Linked DNA regions of Mus musculus: all the other regions are linked to region 6. Evidence: chromatin contacts called from public HiCAR-type, HiChIP or PLAC-seq and promoter capture Hi-C data. All regions are on one chromosome and are shown on one strand. The core of a region is the stretch at or near the end of the contact, and the rest is flanking DNA. Distances in the headings are between cores, read along the strand shown.

Region 1 (3,468 bases), core at 588-3,087, 1.7 Mb after region 6:
CAATTCAAATCTACTGTTCCTTTCCACAATGCTCTTTCTGTGTTTTAAACTTGGTCCCTCAGATTTGATGACCAAAACTCAAATCCCCTGAGATGATATAACTGACAGATGTGAGGGATCTGAGAAGCAGAGATTACACATAACGGACCAGCAGTTCTTTTTAAAAGTAAAGCAAAGCCAGGGGTGGGGGTCTCCTCCCTGCACAAGTTAGTTCTGTGAGTTCCAGGAGACCAGCCATATTGGAAAACACTTGTCAATTGCAGTTCTGACAAGTGTTCCCGAACACCGATGCACGAAGCTAACCTTGTGTACCGAGGTGTACATCAAGGGCCTCTGGAGCTCGGCTGGGGCGTCTGGGCCATTTTGGGGGGGCTGTCTCCGGGACAGAGTCGTCCTTCGATCCGAAAGGAGAACCGCGCGCCGAGGAAAGGAGGGTGGGGAAAGGAGAGTTGAGGGGGGATGGTGAGGAGTTGGAAGCCGCTCAGCGGCAAGAGGGGCGCGGCGGCCGCCCGGGATTTCCAAGTTGAGATCTGGGGGGGAGGGGCTGAGAATCAGGGGGCGGGAGATCCCGGAGAGAAAGTCCCCAGGTCTGGGGTCCCAGAGTCTGGGGCAGGGGAGATTCCGGCGAAGCCGTTCCCAAGGTGGGCAGGCGGGCGGGGCAGGGAAGGAGAAGCAAGAAACGGAAAGGACTGCGGCGAGAAAGTCCCCTCGGTCCCCTCGGCGGAGCCCGGGAATCTACAGAGCAAGGGATCGCTGCTAGAAGGGTCCCCCCCGCCCCCCGCCCCGCGCTGGGCCAAAGGGTCCAGGAGATGGGAGGGGATCGGGCAAGGAAGTCAGCTCAATGGAGTCCAAGAGGAGTCCCCTAGGTCCCCTCTGTGGGGTCCGGGAGGAGTCCCCTAGACGGGATCCACGCAGAGTCCCCTCGAATCAGGAAGAAGTCCCCTGAGTCCCCCTCGTCGAGGTCCGGGAAGGGTCCCCTTGGCGGCGCACTGACCTGTCCTCCGAGTCCATGCGGCTCAGCGGCTCCCCGTCGGACGACATCTCCAGGCTGCCCCGCCGGCCCCCGGAGGTCGCGCTGCTCCCGCCTCCCCCGGTGCCGTAGCCCTCGTCGCCGCCGCTCGACACCACGCTACTGCTGCTGCTACCGCCACCGCTGCTGCCCGGGCCGCCCGGGCCGCCCCGCGGTCCCTTGGGCTCCTCCAGGCCCTCCTTCCCGTCCCCATCGCCGCTGCTGCTGCTCGCCGCGCCCGGGCTCAGCGAGCGCGTCTCGTCGCCGCTGCAGCCGCCGCTGCTGCTGCCCACCAGGCTCTCGGCGCTGCTCTCCTCCTCCGCGCCGCCGCTGCTGCTGCCCTCGTCCTCGTCGTCCTCCTCGTCCTCGTCCTCGTCCCCGCCCGCCTGGCTGGCGCTCTCGGGGCTCGGCTCCGACATGGTCTCCGCCTCGCCGCCCCCCGCGCCGCCGCCCGCTCCCCCGTTCAACAGCAGCGCGGCCACCGCCTCTGCCTCCGCCTCCTCGTCATCCTCCTCCTCCTCTTCCTCCGGCGGCTCGGCCCGGCCGCGCGCCGCGGGCCCGGGGCTGCCGGGGGACAGCGGGCTGAGGCGGGAGAGCTCCTCCAGGTCGGCCATGTCGGCGAGCGCGGCGGCCATGGCGGCGCCTGCTGCTCCTCCGCCTCCTCTCGCCGCCGCCTCCTCGCCCCCGCCACCCCCCGCTCCGCGCCCGCACGCCCCAAACTCCGCGCGGCCGCCGCAGAGCGGGAGGAGGGCCCGCGGGGCTGCGTCAGGCTGCACACGCGCTACGGAGCCCGCGCGGGGACACGCGCCGGAACGCGCGCACTCACGCGGAGGAGGCAGCGCGCCTGCGCGCCGCGGCGGCCCCGCCCCTCCAGAGTTTCTTTGGGCCTTCCCACGCCTTCCCGCTCCGGGCGGAGGCGGGACGAGCCCTCGAAACCCGAAGTCGGTGGGGATTTTCACAGCCCTGGACTTCTACAGAGAGAAGGAGAAGCATCGGCTCAGAGAGAGAGAGAGAGAGAGAGAGAGAGAGAGAGAGAGAGAGAGAGAGAGTGTGTGTGTGTGGTTTGCGGGGGAGGTGGTGTCCTGTAGAAGGAAGCCGTAAGTGGAGCAAGTGTCTGGCCGTCTGAGCGCTTGCCATACTCAAAAGACAGGTCTCAGACATGTGCAGAAAGTTCGATAAATCGGTTTTTTTTTGTTTTTTGTTTTTGAAGCGCCGAGCCGATGTCCACACCGCGGAGGCAGAGGCTTGACTCGCAAGCCAGGCTTGCTTACCTGTCCCGATGTCCCAATGACCCAAGGAGGGCAGCTCAGACGAGGCGGGCGTTGCTTTGGCTCGAGATCCTCGCAGGTTTTAAGTCCTGGAGCTTCTAATAAAATCTGGGGTGACACTTGTAGGCAGGCTGAGTTCTTGGGGTGTAGCGCTGGCCGTTGAGGGCTCTAACCGCTCTTCCAGAGGAGCCGGCGGTCGGTTTGCAGCACCCACAAGGCGGCTCACAACTGTCTAATCCCAGCAGCTCTGACCACATCTCCCGGCCTCCCTCCCAGTCTGGTGGGTGGTGCACACAGGTACCTCACCTAAAAGGCACACCTTTAACCCCAGCCCTAGGGTGGCCGAGGCAGGAGGGTCTCCGAGATTCCGAGGCCAGCCTGATCTATATAGCGAGTTCCAGGCCAAACTGAAATCCTGCCTCACAAAAAGGGAGGGTGTGAAGAAGAAAGCAGGGAAGAGGTTACTACTCCTACTAATGAAAGGCTCCTCCCTATCCCCAGGCAAGAGTCAAACCTTCCCTTTACAGCTAGGGAAGCATTGCATCTTCCTGAACTTCTCGGTAAGGGAATGCTTTGTAAATAAGCTTTTTGTAAAATAAAGACCTGGAGTTTATGAGGAAGGCTGGTGAGCAGCCCACATCACACCCTGACTCCGGGGCACATCTGATGCTCTGGAGTGGGGAAGCAGTCTCAGAGAGCATTCCCTCATTCATTCTTAGTAGATCTTCACACACAAAGAGAGAGAGAGAGAGAGATCCCCCAGGTGGAGTATTTTCATGTTTCTAGAATTCACTGCCCTAATTTAAAAAATAAACATAATAAAAGAAACAACATGTAGTATGAGGCTAGAAGGGATTGTTGCAACTTTGAGGCCAACTAGTGTGGGCCACAAGGAAACCGCCCCACAAATATCTTAGTGTACAGTTGCAGCCTTAACCTTTGGATACATACTATCACACGTAATGTTCCCCCAGTGGAAGGAAACATCCTCAAAAAAAAAAAAAAAAAAAAAAGAAAAGAAAAGAAAAAAGAAAAAGAAAAGAAAAGTTTCCTCAAGGAAAAGCAAAAATTAAAATGATAATATACAATGTAGCTACACTGGCAGGCGTTAACCTCAAACTCTAACTTTCAGAGTCATTCTTGCAGATAGATCAGGAATGTGTTGTCATCCTGGATTGTAGACTGAGGATC
Region 2 (3,713 bases), core at 706-3,205, 1.9 Mb after region 6:
TAGTGGAAAACTGACTGAATCCTTACACACGAGTTTCAACACACTTGACCTGAAGAGAGGTGGGGTTTCAAGTGAGCGACTGCATCTTTATGTGCCACTTATGTGCCACAGGCCACTTATGTGCCACTTATGATGACAAGAGCTTTGGATTTAATCACAGCATCTCCAGAATGAAAAGGCACACATGTGTGCACAGAACGGGAGCCCAAGCAAAGTAAATCAAACAAGAATAAATAAATAGATAAATGCGAAATCACATCATAGAATAAAATATTTCCGGCATGTGACTGCTATTTTTTAATCTGTGAGGGTAATTCGAAGACATTCGTGTCATACGTAATCAAAATAGGCCTGAGATAATGCCATAAAACATTTGGGCTAAATTCTTTTAACCCTATATTGTCTTCCATGAAATAAACGTGCCCATATCCACAAGGGTAACGAGGCTATCAAAGTTGCAAATGCGTACAGTAAACAGGCTGAAGCTAAAGAGTGCAGAGAGTTAGGAAACATGACGGTTTATTAGTCAGAAATGCCCTAAAAATGTAACCTCATCATGCCTGCTACAGCAGCCTTCCCTTTCCTCCTCCACACTTGTGCAAATTTGGACACATTATTAGTCACTTCACTGAACTCCAGCGTTTAGCAGAAAAGGCAGGTTTGTTCACCCTTCTGGCAACTTTAATAGGAGATCCTCAGAACCTCGGAGCTGGCGAGAAAAGTACCCAGAGGGAGAGACAGAACTGGGCCTCACCTTCGACCCAACTGTTCTCAAGCCTTTGCAGTCACCCGGAATAGAGGCGGGCCAGTATGAGAACTCACGTTACGTTTCAGGCAAACAAGTTGGGTGAATGTAAACAAAGAATGACAAAAGAAAGCCAGACCAGCACTGAAACCACCACAAGCCCTCCTCCAGCTCAACTCATGCTAAACATTCAAGAAAGCTATCAAAGCAACCCGAGATGCATTTCCTCGTGGAACTGGGGCCCGAAGGCCCCCCACGCGGGACCGCCCTGGCTCGCCCACCGCCTGCTGGTGGTACGTGGAGCTTGGCTGCGGCTACCGGGGACTTTTGAGCCGGGATCACTGGCTGCGGCGCCCGCTCCAGCGTCCTAACTCCAGCGGCTACTCGGGTAGCAGGAGGGGACTCACCGGTGTTTGGATCACATGGTGGGGGGGCACCGCAGCACCCCTAACTCTTCCATCAGTCACCTACCCACAGTCCCACTTAGGAGAAGTAGGAGGTGGTGGAGGAGGAAGCTGCTTGGCAGAAAGCAGTTCTCTGGGGAGCAGGGCGAGGATGCGGGACCGTCTCACCGCAGGGGTGCTGGGATGCGGGGAGCAAAGGGGAGCGGGTGAGGACTTCCTAAAGGGTGCTGGAGGCGGAGACGGGGGCGATCCGGGGTAGAGGGGCGTCGCCCATCCTCGGGGGGCGTCCGGGAAAGGATGGGGACCAGGGCGCCAGGAAGAGGGCGCCGTCTCCAAGCGCTGATGAAAAGGCGGAGAAGAATAGGCGCCCCGGGACTCAGTCGCGCGGAGCCCGGAGCCCCTCCAACCCCGCCAGGTGGCCCGGAGCCGCAGCCCCGGCCGGCCCTACCTGTGCTCTGCCGCCGGTGCCCGGTGACCACGGCCTCGCCGGTGACCGGGTGTAGCCAGGTGGTGCTCTTGGCCTCCTCGCTGCAGGGAAGAGAAGGGACAGGCGCTGAGCGGCGCGAGGGGCGACCCACGGGGGCCCCCGGCCCGCTCGCTCCCACCGCTCCCCCCAGCCGCCCGGCGGCGCCTCCCCCGCCCGCTCACTTGATGAAGAAGACGCGGCCGCCCCTAGTGATCCCGTACGTCCAGGAGCGCGGCAGCGAGCAGATCCACTCCAGGTTCAGGTCGGCCGCCATGTCTGCTCCCCGGCCGCCGCCGCCGCCGCCTTGTGCTGCCGCCGCCGCTGAGGAAGGAGGGCGCGAGCGAGCGAGCGAGCGAGCGAGCGAAAGGAGCGCAGGGCGCGCGGCCCGGCCCGAGCGCGCCCCCGCGGCCGCCCTACCCCCTCGGGCGGCGCCCTCCCCGCCGCCCCGGCTGAGTCCGGCCTGCGTCGCCGCCCCTCGGCATCCTCCGCGGCCGGCCGCCGGCCCGCGCTGCGCTCGCTCGCTCGCTCGCTCGGAGGCTGGGCGAAGCGGCGCCGCGCCCCCGCCAAAGCCCTCCCCCGTGCCCCGCCCGCGCCGCGCGAAGGTTCCGGGGTCGGGTCCCGCCGGCGCCCGCCCGGAGGGCTGGGCTCCGAACCTGTGAGGTTTTGAATCAGCTACTGCCTGCCTAGCCCGGGGCTTCTCTGGGAGACGCCGGGCGTTGAAATGGAAAACTGCTTTTGGGAAAGGCTTTTCTGGTGTGTGGCGTGCCAAATAAAGGAGGGTCCGCGAGTGAGCTCGGACCACTGAAATGGGACTGATTCAGACTTAAGGTCTTTTTGTTACTGGTGGTTTTTTTTTTTTCCTTTCTAAGCTTCTGAGCCATATAATAGTTTAGAAAATAAAAACTTGCCTTTTCCTTTCTTAAAAAAGATGCACTTGATTATCAACGTGAATTTCTAGGCTCCCAATCTCTCTCATTTATTACAAGGGCAACTTAACTTTACGGAGTCCTTGGGGTGGTGGACATTTAAATCCCTTCGAACTATGATTGTCTCCGTTTCACTGAGAGGGGCAAAGAAACGTAAAGGAACAAAGGTGATTGTGCCCAGGGTTATGGTGAAAAATGGCAAAGTCTGAATTCAAATCGCCTATAGATTTCCAAGAGTCTACTCGAATGAATACGTTGCTGTATAGTATTTTTAATGCCTTGGCACCCCCGGCCCCCTTGTCCTTTGAACAAAGGAAGGGTTCACTGCTAGTAAGACCTCCCTTGCACCAGTAAAGAGCGCTATGCTTGCTCCTTACTGCCCCTGGTCCTTCATCATCACTCTTGGAATTGTCTCCATGGCTTTGCAGCAAATGACTCATCCCAGAGGAAACACAGTTCAATAATAACAGTACAACTTGGCATTCTCGAAGCACCTTTTTTTTTTTTTTCCCTGACCAGTTTGGATGCTTCTGAGGCATTCTCTCATTCATCTTCCCAAGTAACTGAAATAAGTAAATGATGCTTTTCAACCTTTAAGGAAACCAAGGCACAGGGAGGGTGAATGCCCTTGGCCAAAGCTCCTGATGAGCGTGCATTTTCATTGGCTTTTCCTCCTATCTCCTGATTCCCCAAGGCCATACGTCTCTGGTGAAACGGAGACTGCAATTACTGCTATAATTTTCCTGTCCATCTGCATATACAGGAGGAAAAAAAAATACCATCGCTGTAATGTTTTCTCTTTTGGGTTCGTTTGTATTCTGCTCCCTCATTTCAGTCCTTATTACTTTTTGACATCTTATCTCCTACCCAGTCTCTGGAAAATATGACTTTTTTTTTTTTTTAATCAATGAATAGCTGGCAGGAAATGTCCCACATTAGCATCAGTGGTCACTGGCACAGCACAGCAAGTATAAGAAGAGCTGTTGACTCTCTGTTATCATTACAAACTTAAAAGTCTCCCAAATGCCACAATAGCTTATGAATCTAGTGCTTGGTAGTCCTGCTGAGGGATTTGGATGTTTGCATACCACCGAGAAGTCTATACGTTGACTGTGTGCTGTGCTCGGCTTCTATTTAGCTCTGGATCTTTGGATACTACAAGATGTGTTCAC
Region 3 (3,603 bases), core at 105-2,604, 1.8 Mb after region 6:
AACTCCAGAATGCAAGGCTCTCCCTCTCCACATCTTCTCAGCTAATCTTGTTCTAACGTGAGACCCACCCGGCAGTCATGGACCTTATGCACCCTGTATGAGAATGCAGCCAGTGCCTAAGTCCCCTGCATGTGAGTGAGAGCCCACCAGTGCTTATGTATGCAAACACTGCCTCAGGGCAGTGGCAGCCAGTCTTAGGGGTAGCCCTAGGTTCTCCTGGGTAATTCTCCTGTGAACTGGGAATAATTTCCTGAGTTTCTGTTCATTTGTCAAGATTTAATGTGAGGCCTAGGGAACCCGTGGTTGTCATTCTCTGTCACTCTTTGTTCTCACCTTGGTATCATTTCCCAAGGTGAACGACTTGCAAATAAGCCCACATCAAGGAAGGTCACACTACAAGCTCTGCTTTCTGGCAGAAACATGAAAGAACACAGTAACTAGCAGAGAGCTGAGGAGATGAACTCATCATAGCTGAGAGAATGTGAGGGAAAGGAGCTTTGGTGTTAAGGTTAAGACAGGTGAGACAGGTATCAACAAGGACCAGATCTATCAGCCACAACCACTACGATCACTACGATCATGTAGGCACCGGGCAGGCCGGGTTACCAGATCAGAGGACTGACAAGTGGGTATTAAGTCTCTGCTCAGAATGCGAATGAACCTGGTATCTAGTCAGTTTCCTTAGAATTCTGCCATTATGATGTCCTATTCTAGTCAAGAACTGTCTGGGCTTCAACTTCCAAGGTTAAATACGCTGGAGATGGGAGGACAGCAAGGGAAGGGGAGAGGGAGAGGGAGAAAGAAAGAGAAAGAGAAAGAGAAAGAGAAAAAGGAAAGAGAAAGAGAGAGAGAGTGGGTGGGGAAAAGGAGAGAGGGGAGGAAACGAGGAAGGAGGAGGGAGTGTTGTGTAACAGTTTCCACCCAGAGGGAAACCTTCCATCCTAAGGGAGAGCTCTTTAAACAGAGGTAAACAACTGAAGCAGTGTGAGGAAGTCCCCCAAACTGACCAGGTTTACCCTACCCTTCCCTGCCAGTGAATCACTAAAAGATGAGTCTGTCTCAGAGGAGCCACGTTGCAAAGGCCTCTCTGAGCTGCTTGGATGCAACAGAAACAAGCTGAGCTGCCCGGAAGTGGCATGTGGAAAGGACACTCAACTTGTTGAGCTACCTGTAGGCTTTGTGGTAAGCTCCAGGTTCCAAGATTTTGTGAGATGTCCCTCAAGCTGGGGTGATGCAGCTGTCTTTGAGACACTTCGGCTCCCGGAAGTAGCCCCTCACCCATATTCCTGTAACACTAAAATGCATTGACTCATCAAATTGGACTTCAGTGGTATCTTTACTGTTACTATGAAGTTTCTCCAACAGAAATGGTACAGCTCTGAGGGCTGTTTCCCCAGGATCAGCTCTGGAAGGAATGGTATCCTGGCAATAGGGAGCCAAGAAATACTACAAGGTCAGACTGCACAAACCTCACACAGGACATTTATTGAGAAAGACACGGGAGGATGGTTGCCTCTGGGTGAAAAGCAGCAGGGAACTGAGCAGGAGACAGACTTTATACAGGGGTGTGGTGGGGGTGTGGGGGGGTTGAGGGGGAGAGATAAGGGGCGGGGGCAGGGAGGGAGGGACGGGGAGGTGTGGACTGGTGGGTTTTCAAAACCCAGAAGTGAGCTTAGACTTTTTACCCTATATACTATCCATACTTTGGTCTGTCATGGGCTCTGGAGAGACCAAGGGAGGAAGAGAGGGGAAAAAGGGAGAGAGGTGATAGAGGAGGGAGAGAGAGAGAGAGGGAAGACAGACAGACAGTGTCTCTCTCTCTCTCTCTCACACACACACACACACACACACACAGAACCCCCCTATAAAACAGCAAAAAACCAGATTGTGGGAGAATCAAAGTTTGCTTGGCTATATGAGACTAAAGGAGTGAAAAAGATTGGTACAAGATTATTTATTCTTTGCAGCAAGGTACAAGAAGATATCAACTTTCTAGGCCCTAAGACTAGTTTGGGCAATGGCGGGGCACGCCTCTAAATCCCATAACTCAGCAGACAGAGGCTGGAGCATCGCTGAGGTCACTGCGGAATTCACTGACCCTCTTCCTTGCTCTTCATCACTAACAGGGACGTCACAAAGGAAACGTGGAAAGAAACAAACGAGATGAACAGGCAGCACTGATGGGACCCAATGCATTATGGGAAAGGGGGCATGAAACTGGGAGGGAGGAGTGTTGTAGGGAACCTGGGGGAGTGGACATGATTAAAATACAATATAAACACATATGGAATTCTCAAAAGAATAAACAAGATATCATCAAAAATACAGACTACAAGTAGTGGACTAGCTATTTAAACAATCTATGACAGTGTAGTACAGAATAAAGCAGAAATCCTCCTACAGAAGTGTACAGCTACTCTTATTTATGTTTTGCTTTTGTGAGACAGGGTCTAAGTCTGTAGTCCAGCAGGCCTACAACTCATGATATGTATCTTCCAAGACCCTGACACTTTAAGCCTCCCAAGTGCTGGGACTGAAGGCTTGCACTGGTTTTAAAAGTCACTTCAGTAATCACTTGTCATGAGAGGTGGCATCGAGAAACCATGCTCTCGTGCTCAAGCTATGAGGAGCAGAAGTCAATCTTCAGCCCGAGTGTGTGACGCACCAGCCCTGCATGCTTCACCTGCTGTGGCATGCCAGTGGCAGCAGAAAAGGGCTAGCACTCAGGGCATCTTCTGATTCTACTTTCCACGACTGATGTTAGAAATGAACACAATCTACAGGAAGGAAGGTTTTCCTGTGGGTGACTGTGGCACCTACAGAAGGCCAGAGGAAGGCTGCATCGCCTCCTTTTATTTAATGTTTGTGAGTGGGGAGACGGAGGAGGAGCAGAGAGGGAGAGAAGCCAGCACACACATGCCTTTGACTTTGAAATTTACCCAGAGCATCTTCCTCTGATCTGCTCTAATATGTGGTTCTATAAAACTGATGAGTCAATCTATAAATCCTGGACTTCTAATAATGCCTGCAAAAACAACAGGCCTGGTCATCTCAGACAGGTTACTGGCAGCAACAAGAGACAGCTGGAAAGGTTTGAGCTGAATGGGAAGTTCTACTAAACTAAAATTATCATAATTATTTTTACGTACTGTACAGTACAGCGATAGTTACATACAATGCACAGTGCAGTTCAAAAAATTTAATTTCAATACATTGCTACGAACAAATTTTAAGTGTATGTCAGAAGAGTTTTCTTTAGATAACCTTTTGTGGGTGGTGTATGCATAGCTAGTCAGGGGCCAAGTGTGTTCTCTCTCAGGAGCACCATGGCTTCTGTCTTTCTGTTTGGAGATCCAGTGGGACCTGAGGCCTGCTGGTTTTGCTAGGCTGGCTGACCAGACTGCTCTGGGATTGGCTGGGATTATGGGTGTGTGCCATGCTGCTGGGCTCCTGTGTGGGCCCTGGGGAGCCTGCATCCTCTCACAGCAAGCGCTTTACTCAGGAGCCAGCTGTCCAGCTCCAAGGGGTTACAAGGCTCTACGCACTTTCATACAGATGCACTTCTGTTTGTCAAAACTTTTACATTCTAACTGTTATTTAAAA
Region 4 (3,709 bases), core at 738-3,237, 1.9 Mb after region 6:
TCTATGCTCAAACATTTGATCAAAACAAGCCTATGCTACTGGCACACTTTAAATCATCATTGCATTCCACATCTTTGAAAGCACAATTACAATATTCCCATCTTTTGGGAGAGCAGGGACAAATGGATAGTCCTCGAATTGGAAATTCTCTAAAATGTAGTTTGCAAGTGTGAAATTCTGACATCAAAAGCTGATCTGTATGCTGGATGAGGGGGCACGTACCAAAAATCCAGCGATGGTCAGGAGGGAGGGTTGCTGTCTGAGGCTGGCCTGGACAACAACGCAAGGTCGAGGCCAGCCTTGATTATGTAACGAGATCTTGTCAAACAGTAAAATGGAAGACAAGATACTGTAAACTGGGCTGGGCACGTAGCTCACTGGGTAGAACGCTTGCCTGGCACGCATGCCTCCCTGGGTCTGATCCCCAGCACCTCAGGCCAGCTCAGACTAGCGATGCCAGCGCTGAGAGCAGAGACAGCTGAAGCATGGAAACAGTCACGGTCAAGGCAGAGCCAGCCCGGAAAACCAAAGGCTGACTCAGTAAGAACTGATGGATGGACAGACGGATGGACAACCAAGCAAGCCAAGGTCTTCTTACTTTTACTCTTGAGTATATAACAAGAGTCCCTCCCTAGCTGCTTGCTGCCAATGTAAAACTCATTTCACAATCACTCCACAAACCAAGCCTCACAGTCTTACTATTGTATATGAAGAACCCCAGACTTTCCATGCCTCAGCCCCAAGAGTGAGCCCCTGTGAAAGAAGCAAGAGTCTCTCCACAAACCTACGAAGTAATTGGAGAATGAAAATGCCTGTGATTACAGTTGAACGGCCTAGTCTTTCAAAGTACTAACTTCCATCTAACAGTGATTTCAAGTCTATGTTCAACAGCTAAGCCCTTCTGCACTTGTCCAGCACACACAGTGACTCTCCAAGCTAATAGTTGAGATTTCCTGATGACCTCAGAGACTGCACACTTTCAAACATCACTGGATCACTGAACGATAGAAGAACAAGTGACATAACTTCCACTGTGTGTACAACCAGGTGTAAGAGCAAGGTATATAACCTCCACTGTGTATGTATGGGTCTCAAATCAACTAATGACACATTTCATTATATTTTTGTTTCATTCTATCCATTCCACATTTTTTCTCTGTATTTAACTTTCATGAAAATGAGCTGTCCATATTGAGTTCTTATAAATAAGAGGCTAAATGTCAACTGCCTTGACATTAACTTGCCTATAAGTAGTGTAACAATCCCACCTCTGCGCCAGAGGCCAGAGGGAAAATCTGTCACCACGCATTTATAATTAACCCGTCCTCGGTTCTTTACTTCAGCTGTTTCTCAGGTTCCTTTACAGTGCTTAGTCATGTGCTAAGTTCAGGAGACTGAGGTCATATGGTGCCTCACTTGCCTTCTCTTATGAGTGTAACATACGCGATTTATATAATTGGTAGGCTACATGGGGGCTCCCCCACTAAAGCATAGACTAGAAGAATAAAAAAAGCATTTGGGAGTGACTGCACTTGTATAAAATAACTATCTTCATATAAAAAAAAAATCAACCTGTGAAACAGATTTCTCAGTGCAAAAGAACTAAATGTCTTGTTTTAAAATGTAATGTAATCATGTGTGAGTCATCAGATTTCTGAGAGGCAACTCTGCCTGTAATTAAAATATTACAAATGTAAGATTCCCCTCTTCTTTATTCTAAGTATTTGGTTTCTTGTTCCCAAGCAGAGTGAACCAATAATCTCGTAGACTTCTAGAGTTCAATAAATGTGACTAACATAGAACATATATAAAGTTGCCACTCCCTATTAATAAGTAACTACATTTACTTTCCTTTTAAAGAAAGCAATACACTGATATTTTACCTAGAATTCTGTCACAGGGGTGAGGAAACCAACACCCAGTGAGCCGGAGAGGAAGGAAGGCAGAGTGCAGCCTCAGCCCTTCCACTTCATGACCAGGAGAGAGCGACGTCACCCACGAAAGCCACTGAGTCCTCCAAAGGTGCTTGTTACTGTTCTGTGTTTTATGACACAGCACATTTTTATTGTTTCACTATGGAAACCAAGGCCAGGCTGCACTTCACAGGGCCCCGCTCTCCAGCTGTGTATTAGGTACTGAGTTTCTTTCTTGACCTGGCCAGGGCTCAATAATCCCTGAATATACCTGTATTTAACTCAATGACAGGACACATCTCTGGTTTCAGCTTTTTCTGTTGTATTTAACCAGAGAACAATGAATTGTGAACAAAGTGTAACACAGAGATAGGAGCCACACCCATCTTTCTGTGCACACTCCATCCCAAGCCCGTGGAGTGCCAGCAGCACCCTCCCCACACTTTCCTAAAAGGCACACAGCACACGATGAGATGGTAACTTGGGCAGTAGACAGCTCTTAGGGTTGAAGGTGAGTGTTCACAATTTTTAAAACCCAACCATGACACACCACGTCACACAAAGCACGTCACAACCTGAGTTGCTGTAAGGAAGGTTCTGCTGGTTTGCAAAGCTTGCATCCCCACAGTCGGCCCATCAAGGCAGGCCTGCCATTAGTCACACATAAGCTGATGATGGGCACTGCTCGAGTCAGAGGCATTGATGATGGAACAAACGCCCACCACAGCAAAGGCAAAATCCATACTTTCTGAGAAGTCACTAATTATTACTTTCTGAGTTAAACATGCACCTGCAAGTTACAATGGATGAAAGCACACTAGCACCATTTGGCACAGGTCTGATTGTTCCCCACTGCCAACTGAAATGTACCATGGAGGCAACAACGGAGGCATGGCAGAGTTCGGGCTCAGTGACTGCTGAGTGCTTTCAAAAGACGACATTATCAAACACCACCAAAAGTTAAGTGCAAAGCTTCTTCCTTAGGGCCACCGAATGATAATCGTTCTCTAAGTAGTCAACAGAGACCAACTAACCAGCTAATGAATAGCTGGTCCCTGAGAGCCAATGCTTCTCTTCTGGTGCTGGACGAAGGCTGGGCCTCTCTACACTTGTGCTCTTCAGTCCCTGTATCGCCATGAAGTCTCCTTCTGTCAAACTGGACTGTGGGTGAGTTTTCAGGCTTCACTCATGGAGAACAAATCACTTTGCATCTGAGGAATTATTCCTGAGCTGCAATGGCTATGTGTATTCATTTTACACTTTGAAAATCTGTGAGAAAATAATTGTCTCAAACTCAAATTTCATGTAGGTGGGGAAAAAAAAATCGCTGCTATAGCAACTGTAGGTTCTGTTTATGGGAATGAAAGGTGAAAAATTTACATTTCTAACACTTAAAAATTAAATATCTGATTTGTGATGGCTGAGAATGCACTGGGCCTCTCAGCAGACAATGCATGGTGCTGTGTACATGGTCGGGCGGATCACTGGGAGTCACACATCTCACTTGAGGCTACAGCAGGCCTACTCTTCTTCTGCCTCATGTTCCTTGGAGTCAGTCACGGAACACAGCAGCTTCCAACAGCGACTTTGCATTTCTGAGGTCTTATTGCTAATGCGAAGCATTCCTGTGGAAGGGCTGGTGCTAGCATCAGTCTCGCTTCATCCTTACTTGTGCCTGGCTCCAAGAAAGGAGCATACTTTTCTGTGAAGACCATTTTCTTCTTCTAATGGGTAGGGGCTGAAAACCCCTGGGGAAACAGGAAGTTTAGTAAATGTGACAAACTGCTATGAGCTAG
Region 5 (3,883 bases), core at 1,064-3,563, 1.7 Mb after region 6:
TATTGCTGTCACTGTAGGGAGTGAGGACTCCAAGGAAGGAGTGCTTTCTGCAGCCTGACTGCATAGCAGGCGCTTACTTTACGGTACCGCTCCCAACAGTAAGGAACAGCGACTCAGCCACTGTCAGAGGGAGTGCCATAAACTTCTATTATGGGTCTCCGTCCTCCCTCAGAGACTTTCTGGAAGGACGCCCGCCCAATGCTTTGTTCTTAGACATTAACAGTAGTACACAGTCCCTTCAGTCTGCAGACATCTCTCCTAAAGGTGCTTTGTTAGCAATCCCTCTGGCAGCACTAGTGAATTACAATTTCCTTCAATATTATTTCTACCATAATATATACATTGACTTTCATGCCTCTAGAAAACATCTACAGTACATTTCATAATAGAAAAATATATTACAAATCTGCTGAATTATTTACAAGCAACGCTCTATTATCTCTATGCAACATTTGTTTGATACAGTACTGACAAGTTACACATTTCTGTAAAAGTTAAAAAAATTCCATATGGCTTCTTGCCTGCCAAGCAAGAAAGTGATTTTATTTTCCTTTTCAAAACCAACTTTGGTGCTTAAAAGATTCAGTTTGAAGATATTTTTAAAAAAAATACAATTTTTTAACATTAAAAAAAATTAAAAAAAAAAACACTTTCCTCAGGAAAAAAATTAAAGAGTCAGAGGTTAAATGAAAATATGGAGATTACTCAAATAATTTGAAACTGAGGTTTTTTTCAAAAACCATTAACAAAAGAGTTATGTAGGTAAATATTAACACGCTGTCCCCATGAGAGAGAGAGAGAGACCCTAGTCCTGAAAAGGGAGCCACCAGACACACGGCAATACTCTTTAACAGTGATTCTCAGACCTAATTCGATAGACGAATTTTTAGTTGATTGCAAATGTCGTTCACTGTTTGCTTAAATACAAATTGAACATTTTTCTTATCAGAGTTCTGCAAAAGAACACAAATGGCAACCAATCACATCTATTTATCATAACTGAAAGGTTAGTTATCTTTTGATAATCTCCACTGTCTAAATATTTTCTATCAGGACTTCAAATCAATACACACTGTCAAGATGGTTATCTTACAGTGCTTTTGGTGTTTTTAAGGGCAATTGTTTGTCTCTCCAATAAAACTACTGTAATCACTAGGGGGGAAGAAAAAAAGCAGCTTAAGCAGCGAGCATGCAAAGCCTTTTCAGAAGCTGTTCCACTGAGTTGCCAGAGAGTGTCTGCGCAGTCTCCCACAGCGCCATTCCATGCCATGTGGACTGCAGTATATATTAATATATTCCACAGAAGACCTCCTTCACTCACAGAATGTCCACACTAGCCATAAATAGTACTCTAAATACTGGACTTAAAGTAAAGGAGGAAGGAAGGGGTTGACTGTAATGTGCAACTTTCCCTAAGCCCATTGTCAGTGACTAAGACTGCAGGTGTCCCCGCGTGTTTGCTTTTATGTATTTATGAATGTTTTACCTCTTCAACCTCTTCTGCGGCATTGTTCTAGAAAGAAAAAGAAAAGTTCTTTATTCAGTTGAATCAAACACTTCAAAATATTAAAAATACTTGTAGAATTGAAAATAGTGATGGTGACAGACTATCACATGAGGTGATTTCCAAGTGTGGATGTGTGCCTTCAGTCCCAACTGCTGAAGACTGAGGCAGGGGAATGCTTGAGTCTGGGAGTTCAAGGACAGCTGGGGCAACACAGACAAACCTGTCTCAGGAAACAGATATACTGAGAGCAAAAGTAATTATCCTAAAACATACAGATAGAATGAGAAGAATTTACATCATTTTTAATTTTTAAAAAAAATCTGATAATTATTTCTATTATCAAGAGTTCCACGTCTAAAATGTATTTTCAACTATTTTTAAAGGTATGTTTATACTTCAAATAAATGCTCTTTTTAGTCACATTTGGAAGTGAAGTGTACACTTTCAGTAGAACAGTCATACTTTCATTTTGACATATATATAATTTTATATATAATAATCAATAAATTATTCCTCAAAAAACACAAGTTGGAAGGAATAACTTTTTCTGGTCAAAATCCAGCAAGTTAAGCCCTGATCTCACACCAAGACAATCAAGCCTTTATTACTATCCCACAGACTTCCAGTTCTCTCAATTCCAACTTTCAGAAGAAAAGCCCCAAAGACAAAGTTCAGTGCTAAGGTCCAGAGTTGTTTCTTCTCGGCTAGTTGCTTTAATATATTCATGAGGCATGCATGTCTGTAAGCTGAGCACTCAGGAGGCTGAAGGGGTGGAGCCCAGGACAGCCTGGGTACACAAAAAAAAAAAACCTCATTTCCCAAGAAGACACTTATGTATCTTGATCCAGTCAGCCTGGTTTCCATGAGTATTTCTGAACAATCAAATCTAAGTGTGAAGACTACTTTAAATCCCTTTCCCTAACACATGTAAAGTGTTTTCTATAAAGCACAACACACGAGCAGGACGTGGTGGCGCACGCCTTTAATCTCAGCACTTGGGAGGCAGGGGCAGGTGAATTTCTGAGTTCGAGGCCAGCCTGATCTACAGAGTGGGTTCCAGGACAGCCAGGGCTACACAGAGAAACCCTGTCTCAAACCCCCCCCCAAAAAAAAAGCACAACACACAACAATAAGTTGATGTGGGAAAGGATGAGGGAAGAGGACGGCGAACACAGGCATGGGTGCTCATCCAGCTGTTAACTCTGAAGGTACAGTCCTAAAAGTCCTAATGCAGACAAGCTCTCCCACAACAGAGCTCTCCTAGTTTCCATTACCTCCCCAGAGAGAAGTAGGATCAAATCTAAGTGAAGCACCATCAAATAAATAACACTCAGCTTTCAAAGTATGACTTTCCCATATTCTTAGTATGATTTCTCAATCTTATTCCATCTATCAAAGAATAAGTTTCACTGCATGTATCACTCACTTCCCACAAAGGCTATTTTAGTAAGGACGATCAAGAGTCTCAATGTTCCCTCATTGCAAGGCCCATGAATGTTAGCACTTTGCTCTCAGAACAATGTCTCAAACAGAAATCCTGATACACTGAATGGCATTTTAAACACCTTAGTCACAGGAGGAACAGGACCTTTCAAAGAGCTTGATTCCTACAAATGGAGCTTGTAGGGACAGAGACACAAATTAGTTGGTGGGACCCCTGACTGGCATAAGCACCCCAAGTTTTGATCACCACTACTCCACCCTACCCATCTCCGAATTAGCTAACCTCATGATGGCTAATCTATCTGGTGATCTGTCAATATCATCTTACTGCTGGCCAACCCACTCTAACAAGAAATATATTAAATTACAATGTCAACCTAAAAGTATAAGGCTGAGTACCTTCTTAGTCACTAGTCTGTTATATGGGCCACACAGCAGGAAATGAACACCCTACTGCAGTTATGATATATGCAGAGAGAGTAGTCCCAGAGAGGCTGCTATTGTTGTATATCAGCTAAGAAAAATTCCCAAGAATTTTTTTTGAACTTCCGAGAACTTCTTTGAACCACAGTCTGAAACTGCCAGGTCAGAGAAGCTGAGAAATGAGACTAGGGCCAGGCAGTGATGGCGCACACCTTTAATCCCAGCACTTGGGAGGCAGAGGCAGGAGAATTTCTAAGTCCGAGGCCAGTCTGGTCTACAGAGTGAGTTCCAGGACAGCCAGGGCTACACAGAGAAACCCTGTCTTGAAAAAACAAACAAGAAAAATAAAAGAATTGAGACTAGGAAATAGTTAACAAGCACAAAGCTACTTAAACCTCTCTTGGGCTCAGTCTGGGGAGAATGTGAGTGGAGTACCGGGCATACACAACACACTCCATTTCTTTCCAGGCCCACAGAGTCTGACACAGAGGCAGTGAGGCAGCACTGATG
Region 6 (3,875 bases), core at 641-3,140:
ATGTCTTCCTCTGGGAAACTGACAGCCAGCTGAGTTTTAAGGAGAAAGGACAGGAGAGAGAACATCAGGCATTACTGAGTAAATGATGCTGTCATGGTGCTATGGCACTGTAAGTAATAAACCGTCAGTGTCTCACATGTAAAATCGTGTTATTCTGAGTGTTAGCCACAGTGCCACAGCACTGGTGATGGTAAACCCTTACAGTGATAAGATGAACAGTACAGTCACGATAAAGGAGAACAAAGACCTAAAACCACTACAGCAGTATCTTTGGCCGACTTATTCCATATACCAGTTTAAAGCTATACAGCCAATTACAGACTGCTTACTTACTTCCATTCATTTTAAAGTAGTGTTTTTACTTGCCTTCGCTGAGGATAAAATTAAAGCAAGGCTGCGATATGAGACAGAATCTCAGCATCACTCTTCCCATGGCCCTCACACTCCCTCTCTGACTAGTACATACTCAGGGAAGACAGAGCCATTTGAACCTTAGCTTAACAAAACACAAAGACTTAACATGCAGCAGTTTCACGATTTCTACCTTTTCCCTACACTCCGGAGGGGGGTGGTCGTTTGCTCATCTTGGATTCTGTTCCACTGCCTGTCCCATGTCCCTGCTCATGTCCCACGAAGCTCAGCACCCTCAACCCCACGCCCTCAGGCCATACAACAGTCCTGTGACTCAACCTATTTGAATGTCCTATATCTGACCACTCTCTGCCTTTGTTTCCTCTTCATATTCTGTAATCTATCTTGTACATTTCTTGTTGGATCAAGTTCTCAAAACTTAATACTCCTGAGAACTATCTACAGGTTAGCTTCCTGCTTCACACAGCTGTCGACCATTTGCCCTTAACACACACACTGTAGCTAATCAAATTTACAAAGCTTTCACCCCTAACTCGAAACCATCTATTTGCAGACTTTCATTAAACACAGCAAGTCGTATCAACCTATGTGGTCTGAACTCTGGCAGTCTTCCTTGCTTCTGTCTCTTATCAGCTTCTCTGCTTGCAATTTAAGTCATGCTTTCTTCCCATGAAGGCTACACTGTGGAGTATGTTTTTCTTCTCTATTTGGTAATCTTTACACATTAAGAGAAGTTAATTACCCCTTACCTTAATTCACTCCTACCAGTAACTCCTAAGATTAAGGTAACACAGTGATGACGTGACTTGGAATATGAACTCTTTGATGGATAAACAGGAGCTGCACCACCCAAGTTTAACAACTCAAAAAACACTTCCTGCTACTATTTCTGGTGACTTCAGCGGTTGGTGATCGCAACAAAATAGTTCTTTTCTGTAATACGCACATGTAAACACATCTGATTCATTTGTTTATCATGATTAGAATTTCCTCATCTGTAGTCCTTTGCCCCAAACTTCTGCTAGACATGAAATTTTATCTTTGGAGTTCAAGGTAACGTTGAAATTATTTATTAACGTCGTGGCACTTATCAAGAAACTAAATTTCATGTGTGAAGGAAATCTGAAAAGTGGGAGAATTTTCTGTCCAAACGCCAAGGTCTCCTGCCCACTGGCACACTATTCCACCCGGAGTCTGGTTCGATTTTGGATTCCTAGCTAATTAGGCACTGTCTACTCCTGGCCCCAAACGCTACAACGGGGCTCTGCGCAGCCTCCCCACCAGCGGCGCCGCCGAGTGGGCGTGGGGAAAAGCCGGAAGAGCGACCCGCGAAGCGGTGCCGCCCGCCGCAATCTCCCGTAACCACGACAACAGGGTCCAGAAGGGGCGGAGCACGCGCCCACGAACCTGCTCGGCACACGTGACGCCAGCGATGCCACCTCCTACCACCACGAATGTCCCTGCCGGTCGCGGGGCCTCCATAGTTCCCCGGGGGCTGGCGGCAGACTGAACACTGGTGAAAGTTCCAGCTATTTTCTACCCGGAAGAGACGCTGCCCACAAATCACTTCCGGCGCTCGGGCCATTGACATTGGACTACGGGTGCCCGGAAGCTCACACTTAGTCCGTATGAGTATTTCCCACGTGTTTTGCGTTTGAAAATCTGGAGGCAGACTTTCCGGCTGTTACCACGCCCACATCTTGAACTCTGGTTGCCCCTGCCTTAGGGGACTTTCATGCGAGCCTCTTCTTATTCTGTAGGGGAAGAACTCGAATCCTCTGGAATAGTCTCGATTGCTGCCCTTCACATAGCAATGGGATATTGTGAAAACTCATTCTTTTTGTTTTTGTTTTTGTTTTTTGCGAGACAGGGTTTCTCTGTATAGCCCTGGCTGTCCTGGAACTCACTTTGTAGACCAGGCTGGCCTCGAACTCAGAAATCCGCCTGCCTCTGCCTCCCGAGTCCTGGGATTAAAGGCGTGCGCCACCATGCCCGGCCTTTGAAAACTCATTCTTTATGACATCTTTATGACAATCAAATACTGTTGAATAGTTGAAGAAGTTAGCCTCTAACTTCCAATTCTGAGCTCAGTAAAAATGTACAGGTGCAAAAACATAGCATTTCTTAACAGTTATAGTTTCCTAGTGTTCATTTGCCTGAGGAATGGCGTTCAGAAATGGCTGAGTTGTTTTCACCTCTTTCCTCTGCAGTATCCTCTCTTACCTTGCTGTTAATCTTTGTGCCCTTGTGGATTGTCTCGCTTGGCGGTTTGATTTTAATATTAAGGCCTTTTTTAATCGTCTCTGTCTAACACTGGTATTTATTGATGCCTCTTTAATTCTTTAAACTCTGAGGATGGCCAATCTGGGTAACAGGGACTCTATATCTCATTATAGATATACACTGCTTCATCGTTTTACAGGAGACCATTTGCTCCTCAGCTTTGAATGACACCGCTGCTTTCTTTCTTTTCTTAGCACACACAACGTCAGCTTTTTGCAACTCCTTTCCCTCAATAAGCTGCCGCTCCTCATCAATAACTTTAATAACTGTAAAATGGAGAAAGGAGTTGCCTCTATGTAGCCCAAAAACATCTTATGAGTTTAAACCTACCCTGCTTTACTTCATCCCAACTACACCAAAGTCGTAAGCTCCTTGACACGACCCCAGCTACTATTTCTGGTGACTTCAGTGGTTGGTGATCTCAGTAAAATAGTTCTATTTGTAATACCCACATGTAAACACACCTGATTCATTTGTTTATCATAGTTAGAACTTCTGTTGGACATGTTACTCATCAACATAAATAGAAATATTAACTAATATTCAAACTGTATCCATTCACCATTTGCTGTTTTACTTTAGAACATAAAAAAAAAACAATAACAAAACAGTGAAGGGATGGTCAAGAATAAAAAGAATAAGTAGGCCTTTTGGACTTTAAAGCGAAACAGCAAAAAAGTATTTTAAATATATGACATATTTAAATGACACATATATATCATCTATCTATCACCTACCTAGTATCTTAAATATATATATATATATATATATATATATATATATTTATATATATATATGATCTTCATAGGCACCGCACACACATGACACACAGGCATGCATTCAGGCAAAACACTCATATGCAAAATATAAAAACAGTCTTTGTAAAAATAAAAGCATACTTGTAGCTGGGCAGTGGTGGCACACGCCTTTAATCCTAGCACTTGGGATAAAGAGGCAGGCAGATTTCTGAGTTCAAGGCCAGGCTGGTCTACAGACAGGTCTTCCAGGACAGCCAGGGCTACACAGAGAAATCGTTTCGAAAAACCAAAAAAAAAAGTATATTGGTATGCTGCTAAAGAAAATCCCTCAATTTGTATTATCTTATGTGTATGGATGTTTTGCATATATATAAAATTATTAATATCATGTGCATGCAGTACCAGCAGAGGCCAGAAGAGGGCATTTGCTTGCCTGAAATTGGAGATGATTCTGAGCTGCCA

Evidence for each region. Promoter capture Hi-C pulls out the DNA fragments that hold promoters and counts their contacts. HiCAR-type assays count read pairs that join an accessible place to other places. HiChIP or PLAC-seq counts read pairs in DNA pulled down with a chosen protein or histone mark.
Region 1: a promoter capture Hi-C map of pre-B cells shows a contact between it and region 6, with 14 times the contacts expected there. The contact joins the promoter of Aebp2 here to the promoter of Pyroxd1 in region 6. A contact is called at or near these places in 6 of 39 promoter capture datasets (the 3T3-L1 cell line, the C10 cell line, hippocampal neurons and 2 more), 3 of 484 Hi-C or Micro-C datasets (B cells, CD4 T cells and pre-B cells), 5 of 115 datasets of contacts at active chromatin or transcription factors (bone marrow-derived dendritic cells, large pre-B cells, pancreatic cancer cells and 2 more) and 2 of 9 other capture datasets (adipose tissue and liver).
Region 2: a promoter capture Hi-C map of pre-B cells shows a contact between it and region 6. The contact joins the promoter of Plekha5 here to the promoter of Pyroxd1 in region 6. A contact is called at or near these places in 2 of 39 promoter capture datasets (the 3T3-L1 cell line and pre-B cells), 1 of 484 Hi-C or Micro-C datasets (pre-B cells), 2 of 115 datasets of contacts at active chromatin or transcription factors (astrocytes and microglia) and 1 of 9 other capture datasets (liver).
Region 3: a contact with region 6 is called in a promoter capture Hi-C map of pre-B cells, with 4 times the contacts expected there. The contact joins the enhancer-like site here to the promoter of Pyroxd1 in region 6. A contact is called at or near these places in 6 of 39 promoter capture datasets (the 3T3-L1 cell line, 3T3-L1-derived adipocytes, the C10 cell line and 3 more) and 1 of 115 datasets of contacts at active chromatin or transcription factors (astrocytes).
Region 4: a FOXA1 HiChIP or PLAC-seq map of pancreatic cancer cells shows a contact between it and region 6. The contact joins the enhancer-like site here to the promoter of Pyroxd1 in region 6. A contact is called at or near these places in 3 of 39 promoter capture datasets (the 3T3-L1 cell line, 3T3-L1-derived adipocytes and the C10 cell line), 2 of 115 datasets of contacts at active chromatin or transcription factors (astrocytes and pancreatic cancer cells) and 1 of 9 other capture datasets (liver).
Region 5: a contact with region 6 is called in a HiCAR-type map of astrocytes, with 7 times the contacts expected there. The contact joins the enhancer-like site here to the promoter of Pyroxd1 in region 6. A contact is called at or near these places in 3 of 39 promoter capture datasets (3T3-L1-derived adipocytes, the C10 cell line and liver), 1 of 115 datasets of contacts at active chromatin or transcription factors (astrocytes) and 1 of 9 other capture datasets (adipose tissue).

The regions. Positions count from the first base shown.
Region 1 is chr6:140,621,871-140,625,338 of GRCm38.p6, reverse strand. Aebp2 (AE binding protein 2) reads right to left here and starts at 1,837. Exons shown (of 8, transcript NM_001005605.2): 1 at 995-1,837. The coding sequence starts at 1,644.
Region 2 is chr6:140,422,341-140,426,053 of GRCm38.p6, reverse strand. It overlaps Plekha5 (pleckstrin homology domain containing, family A member 5), which reads right to left and starts at 1,955. Exons shown (of 31, transcript NM_144920.3): 1 at 1,798-1,955; 2 at 1,598-1,677. The coding sequence starts at 1,889.
Region 3 is chr6:140,558,657-140,562,259 of GRCm38.p6, reverse strand. The region is part of intron 15 of Plekha5 (pleckstrin homology domain containing, family A member 5); the gene reads right to left. Among named protein-coding and RNA genes, the nearest start is that of Aebp2, 63 kb to the left of the region's middle. Within about 2 kb of position 1,354, at least 62 of the 459 cell types and tissues checked have an H3K27ac peak or open chromatin away from gene starts, as enhancers often do.
Region 4 is chr6:140,464,764-140,468,472 of GRCm38.p6, reverse strand. The region is part of intron 3 of Plekha5 (pleckstrin homology domain containing, family A member 5); the gene reads right to left. Among named protein-coding and RNA genes, the nearest start is that of Plekha5, 43 kb to the right of the region's middle. Within about 2 kb of position 1,987, at least 76 of the 459 cell types and tissues checked have an H3K27ac peak or open chromatin away from gene starts, as enhancers often do. A contact at or near this core is called in pancreatic cancer cells, where this site is marked.
Region 5 is chr6:140,648,386-140,652,268 of GRCm38.p6, reverse strand. It overlaps Aebp2 (AE binding protein 2), which reads right to left. Exons shown (of 8, transcript NM_001005605.2): 8 at 1-1,513. The coding sequence ends at 1,483. Among named protein-coding and RNA genes, the nearest start is that of Aebp2, 27 kb to the right of the region's middle. Within about 2 kb of position 2,313, at least 2 of the 459 cell types and tissues checked have an H3K27ac peak or open chromatin away from gene starts, as enhancers often do.
Region 6 is chr6:142,343,712-142,347,586 of GRCm38.p6, reverse strand. It overlaps Pyroxd1 (pyridine nucleotide-disulphide oxidoreductase domain 1), which reads right to left and starts at 1,890. Exons shown (of 12, transcript NM_183165.3): 1 at 1,780-1,890; 2 at 1-29. The coding sequence starts at 1,854.